Linked DNA regions of Danio rerio: region 1 is linked to region 2. A link is a contact called in public HiCAR-type data. All regions are on one chromosome and are shown on one strand. The core of a region is the stretch at or near the end of the contact, and the rest is flanking DNA. Distances in the headings are between cores, read along the strand shown. Region 1 holds the start of si:dkey-199f5.8. Region 2 holds the start of cep85 (centrosomal protein 85).

Region 1 (3,221 bases), core at 438-2,937, 50 kb after region 2:
GGATGGATGGATGGATGGATGTAATGTAATAACATTACATTAGCAAAAGTTTAAATGAACATATAGCTAAATTCATAGCAATTATTAATCATAATCAATTAAATCAGAAGAGACCCTAAACAACGACAAAAATTCTAAGTATGATTTTTTATTTTTTTTTTATTAGTCAAATAAATTCTGTACTAATACAGTGATTAAATACAATTTTGTAGCTCCTGGTCAAGTATAATTCATGCTCAATATTGCATATCTCTGCGATGTGAATTGCGGATGTGCACATTGCAATATTGATGATAAAACGATGGATGCATGTATGGATGGATGGAACACAAATTTAAGGCTAACGTTACATTAAAAGTTTAAATGAACATATAGCTAAAGTCTTAGCCAGTATTAAACAGAATTAATTAAACCAGAAGATACCCTTAACTGAGTAAACAAAAAGTTTACTATCCAAAAAACTAACTTAAACATTAAATGATCTCAAATTAAGTTGGGCTTATCCATTATCTGCCAGTAGTTTAAGTGAAATAATCTGACTTTCCCTTTGAATCGTATAAGTTATATCTAGACTAGAAACGATTTTAAGTAAGATTTTTGCATAAATTATTTTTTGCATAAATCATATAAATTCTGTACAAATACAGTGATTAAAATACAATTCTGTAGCTCCTACTCAACTATAATACATGCTTAACATTGCACATGTTTTCGATGTGACTTGTTGATGCGCACATTGTGATATGGATGGTAAACGGTATATTGTAAAGCCCAGATAGATAGATAGATAGATAGATAGATCGATAGATCGATAGATCGATAGATCGATAGATAGATAGATAGATAGATAGATAGATAGATAGATAGATAACCACACAAAATTAAGGCTGTAATAATAAAAAAGTTTAAATGAACAAATAGCTATAGCTTAGAATCAATTAAATCAGAAGAAACCCTAAACTAAGTAAACAAGTTTACAGTCCAAAAAAACTAACTTAAACATGAAAGGATCTCATATTAAGGTAAGTTTTACCATTTTTCTTAACTATTAACACCGCAACAATACTTTGCATATACAACATAAATTATGCACTAACAAAAAATAGGCTCAGTGAGACGGATAGTTTAGAATTATTTTTTTAAATTATAAAATAAAAATATATAATTATTTAAAAAATCATAATCTGCGTTTTTCAGACAAGTAGAGATCTAATATGGAGAGATAAATATAGATTGTGTAACAGTGGCGCGTCGTGATAATTCACTTTAACAGTCGCAGCTGGATTTAATGACACTTTAACCTCAAAGTCTATAGCTGGATGTGTCATTAGAGAGCATGTGAAAACCCCCAGAAATGAGTTTCCCCGAAAACACTGGGTTTTGTTTTAGTCGTCAACTTGAGAGGAAACGATGCTGAGCCGCCCACCGCCAGAGCCAGCGCGATTAGCTACAGCAGGCTAGCACAACTGGGGCTCCTTACATACTCACAAACCTCCCAAAGATGGAGAAAATACACTCACACACAGGCCAACTGAAGAAAAAAAGATCTTGAAATAAGATTTAAGAACTTACCTGACCAGCCCGGGACAGTTTGGTGGAGTATTCGGTCAGATATTCCGTTACTCCTGTGTTTTCGTACGAGTTCGTCGACTCTCGCTTGTCCTGTCGGAGTTGAAAGCGCTGCATGCACAGGAAGTGATGCGCGCTCACGCAGAGTGTGCACGCGCAGGAGGACACTTCTTCTTTTTGCCTTGAAATTACCGTGGAATGTCTCAATAGCTTTTTGTAACGCCCTGTGTAATTATTTGTACTCCGTGTCATAGTAATTTTAATTTAATCATCAGCTTCTATTACTCATCCATAAAGATTGTGAATGTAAAAGAGTACTAGCCTACTTTAGCCTGATTCACTGTGATTTGCGCACTGAAATTGGCAAAACAAATGTACTTGTCGTAATTATTAATATGAAATCATTCTTAATTAATACTTTTAAGATGTATACAATGAGTATGAGGAATTAGCAGGCATTAACAAGGTCACAGTGCATAAATTAGGTTAATTTATCACCTAAATTGTATTTGCTCTTAAAAACAACTTTAAAGTATTATTATTTTATATCTGTACATTTTTTTGTATTAATAAAAATCTTCAAAATCTTCATTTACTGTTATCTTATATTATTTCATCTCTGAAACAAATTTTTAAGGTGGCAAAATGTATCTAATACATTTATGTTTTATACTATTCATGCTAAAAATCATTATTTTATCTATAATTAGTTTACTTTTTACGTTTTTAAATTTGGAAATTCTTAGATCACGTATTTATAAATGCAATTATAACAGAAATATAGATTATAGTTAGATATATTATAGACACATTATTTTGTGCAATTTGTTTTATCCATTTAGAAATATATTTAGTCTTTATAGATTTTGAAAAGCTATTTAAAATTGGTACATTTTATATATACATAAAGAGAATGAGTAATTCTAAGTAATGTTTTGAGTGCTCTGATTCTCTTAACCCTTGTGCACTGTTCACTACCCTTTTGTTATGTTCAGGATGAAAACATCCTCTAAATTAAACTGCTTCCCAGAGATGGGTTGCGGCTGGAAGGGCATCCTCTGCGTAAAAAATGCGCTGGATAAGTTGGCGGTTCATTCTGCTTTGGCGACCCCGGATTAATAAAGGGACTAAGCCGACAAGAAAATGAATGAATGAAATTAAACTACTATTTTAAACTGCTATATTTTTTAAAATTCTTTTGCATAAATCTGTTAATCAACCTCAGTCCTGATCTAAACTACTAAATTGTTTAGAAAATTGACAGAATTGTAACTCTTTAATTGCCAAATTCACAAATGAAATTACTAATTTGGTGAAAAAAAACACACAAAATTAAGTATTTTCAATATAAAATGTAATTGTGGACTGGATTTTTTTTTAACCTTTTATCGCGGTCACAGCTTTTTCACAAATAACCACTCGCTACAACTGAGTTATACAGAAGAGCATCTCTGAACACACAACACGTCTAACCATAGGACGGATGGGCTACAGCAGCAGCAGACCACACCAGGTGCCACTCCTGTAAGTCAAGAACAGGAAACTGAGGCTACAATTCACACAGACTCACAAAAATTGGACAACAAAATTTTGAAAACATAAGAATAAAAACATTGCCAGGTCTGATGAGTCTCAATTTCTGCTGCGACATT
Region 2 (3,334 bases), core at 619-3,118:
TTCAGTTATGCAGTTAGCAAGCAAAACTTGTCATCACTCTCTCATACGTTTTGTCCTAAAGTGACTACTGTATGCTTAGTGATTGGCTGGCAGGCTGCAGGAATTACTCTTATTACTTGGTAAACAATATCGGGAGCGCATCACTATTTACTGATGTTTATTTGTTAAACTATATAAAAAACGACAAAATCTATGATGCTGTAAAGGTCCATTATGAAACTGAAAATAGTCACATTAGGCTTTTGACGGAATATTTCAGTAGCTAAACACTTCTGTGCATATCTGTTAACCCAGTGGTTCTCAAACCTTTTTCATTTAATGCAGTTACATTTTCCCCGCCATGTCTTTATTATACGAGCATTTATTTACCCCAGTATATCTGGAGCTTCTGCGCTAGCTTGCCGATTCTGTCGGGCGCGTGCGAGTAAACGGCTTTTTGTCTTGTTTTACGATTGAGCAACTAAAATGCCAAAGTCTATTAAACTGAATGTATTTTAATTACATTACAACATCGATGCTGTAAAAGGAACCGTTTAAAATGAAAAGTCACCTTAACCGTTCACCGGAAGTTTATCAGTATGGGAAGAAACACTAGCTCCGCATATACCCTATTATGGGAATTAGCGGCCCAACAATATTTAATTGGATGACCATATTTTAGTCTTATGCCTTACCCAGAATATAAAAACACATATAAATACATTTAGATTATTTACTTTAATCATTACTATTGGAATGTGAAGAGACCAACTAAAAATCCAAAACATTACAACAGATTCTGGCGAGGGACAATATTGAGTGGCATTACCATCTGCTGCTGTCATATTATAAATGTATCATCTTATAATAACATGTTTAATATTTTGCATTTCTTAATTTATATGGGCATTAAAACTGCACACTAATATGCAACACGCTACAACATGGGTAAACTACTGGCATAATATAAGTTGACATTGGACATTTGATATTAGCAAATGTAGGGATCGTCTCTGACTGGTTACTTATGATATTTGAATGCACTTTTCTAACTTCTATAGCATTGAAATTCATCACAAATGAATCAGTTGTAAAGTGTTCATACAAGTGTGAACTGTAATGCACACCTTTTACGTTTTTATATTAATTCAAACTACAAATCATATGTAAAAATTCCATTTAAATTAAAAGCACTTCTTTTTAGTTAGCAATTTAAAGTTTTACAGCATTTGAGAAGAATAAATGACAACAGTAAAGTGTTCATGTTGATGTCAACTGTACTGCACACCTAAATATTTCTTATTTATAATAATAATAATCTGTAAATCACGTGTGCTCAGATGCAAAATATAATCTTAGTTAAACCTCAATAACACTTCTCAAAATCAATGGTAAACGGCAGTTGTTTACAGTGTAGACATGATTTCAGTTTATTTGAAACTATATGAACAAAAATGTAAAAAATAAATAAATAAAAAATAAAAAAGACACCTACATGAACACTAGCAATTTTTTGTAACCAATTCATTCTCTCAAATGTTACTCAAGTTAGAGTAACGTTAACGTTAGTATACTTGGAATGATCAAACTTAAAATTAAAGACACGAAAAAACACCTTGTTTAAATGTTAATATACACATATCATCAATTAAAACACTTTTTACCTATTTCTCGATTGCAAATTAGTGCACGCGCAAGTAGGAGTAGTTTTCTAAACATGTTTTTCAGCGTGTACTTAAAGCACTTGAGTTTCTTCTTCAGTGTTCAACAAAAGTAAGTTTAAAGTTAATAAATGCTCACTCACCTATAAATCTCTACTCGTTAAACGCTCACAGACTTGCTTCACCTCTTTCGTCGTCGGTTATAGCTAATTTCACTTCTTCATTGATTAGTCAGGTGCGTTACAGGTGCTCTGTTTATCCGTATTTTTACTCTTGTGCTATCAGATTTGCGGATTCGAATAGTTTGAGTAAAACACCGCCGCGTAGGGGCGAACATCGGGAAAGCATCTAAAATAAAGTAAATCTTGAAATATTGATTAGAATGAGCTTTATTATTCGCCAAGTACGCGCAAACACAGATGGAATTAATCAGGTTTACACGAGAAGAAGAAAAAAATACCCTTGGCAAATGAAGCTACCAGGCAACGCTTCTAGTTGAAGTAAGTCTTTTACAGCTTTCAGGCACACTGTAAACTCCACACAGCAAAAATATCTGTTATTAATTAACAGTTTCTGTACTTTGTGATTCACAAGTATTTTCTGTTCATTTACGGTTCTGAATTGCATTGTGGGAGCTTTATCTCTGTTCTGTGCAGTTTTGATGTTGAAAATTCAACTCTGCAGTTTTAACACAGTGATTTTTATTGACATTTTAGTAGTTTGAGATGAGATATTGTTTAAGAAATACTATAAAGAGAACTCATTCATTCATTTTCATATGGTTTTTTTCCAGGGCTAAGTCGCAGGAGCAGCAGTTTCAGGAGAGCCCAAACTTCCCTCTCTTCAGACACTTCCTCCAGCTCCTCTGCGGGGATCCAGAGGAGTTTCCAGTCCAGCCGAGAAACATAGTCCCTCCAGCGTGTCCTGTGTCTTCCCTGAGCCCTTCTCCCGGTGAGACATGCCTGGAACATCTCCCTAGGTAGGCATCCAAAATGAATGCCCGAGCCACCTCAGCTGACTTCTCCCGATGTGAAGGAGCAGCGGCTCTACTCCGAGCTCCTCCCAGGTGACCGAGCTCCTCATCCTATCTATAATGTATATCTATTTAAAATGTCAAAAGCAGCAAAAAAAAAAAAGAAAAAAAAAACTATTTGGGTAATTTCACTGACTTTACTGACAATTGTTCTTCTCAGTATCTTTCTTTTTTTGTAAAACTGCAACAAAGAGGGAGAAAGTAAGTATATATTCACATTTACTTAAACATGTTTAGTTCAGCCAGCAGTAAAATGTACATAGTTTTCATAGAAATCTCAATATGCATTTGAGGAAAATCTATTAAATGAGACCATTTCAATCGAATATTAGCTAAATTAGCGTATCGTGTGCACCATCAGTGTAACTTGTGAGCCATGAAGAAGTGTTTGTTCAACGAAATGCGTGGTATAAAGCTCATAATAATCAATCAAATGAACCTTGAATATTTACAAAAATAGAGCTGTAGTAAAAATAGAGCACTTATGCACATTTATTTCAATGTTTAAATCAGCCCCAGAAATAATCTGCATTGCGCTACTCTCAACCGCACACTGAGAGGAAACAAAAGTAAAACTGAAATGAAGTATAGTGCAGTACTTTAAACGTCCAATAGTTGGGGGGTCAAAACCACAAGCAAAGAGCTTTGAATCACCAAGAGG

The links. HiCAR-type assays count read pairs that join an accessible place to other places.
Region 1: a contact with region 2 is called in a HiCAR-type map of caudal fin, with 2.5 times the contacts expected there. The contact joins the promoter of si:dkey-199f5.8 here to the promoter of cep85 in region 2. A contact is called at or near these places in 5 of 18 Hi-C or Micro-C datasets (caudal fin, embryo, gastrula embryo and 2 more) and 1 of 4 datasets of contacts at active chromatin or transcription factors (caudal fin).

Annotation. Positions count from the first base shown.
Region 1 is chr16:46,206,846-46,210,066 of GRCz12tu, forward strand. It overlaps si:dkey-199f5.8, which reads right to left and starts at 1,688. Exons shown (of 7, transcript XM_679369.9): 1 at 1,573-1,688.
Region 2 is chr16:46,157,020-46,160,353 of GRCz12tu, forward strand. It overlaps cep85 (centrosomal protein 85), which reads right to left and starts at 1,869. Exons shown (of 16, transcript XM_073926534.1): 1 at 1,784-1,869.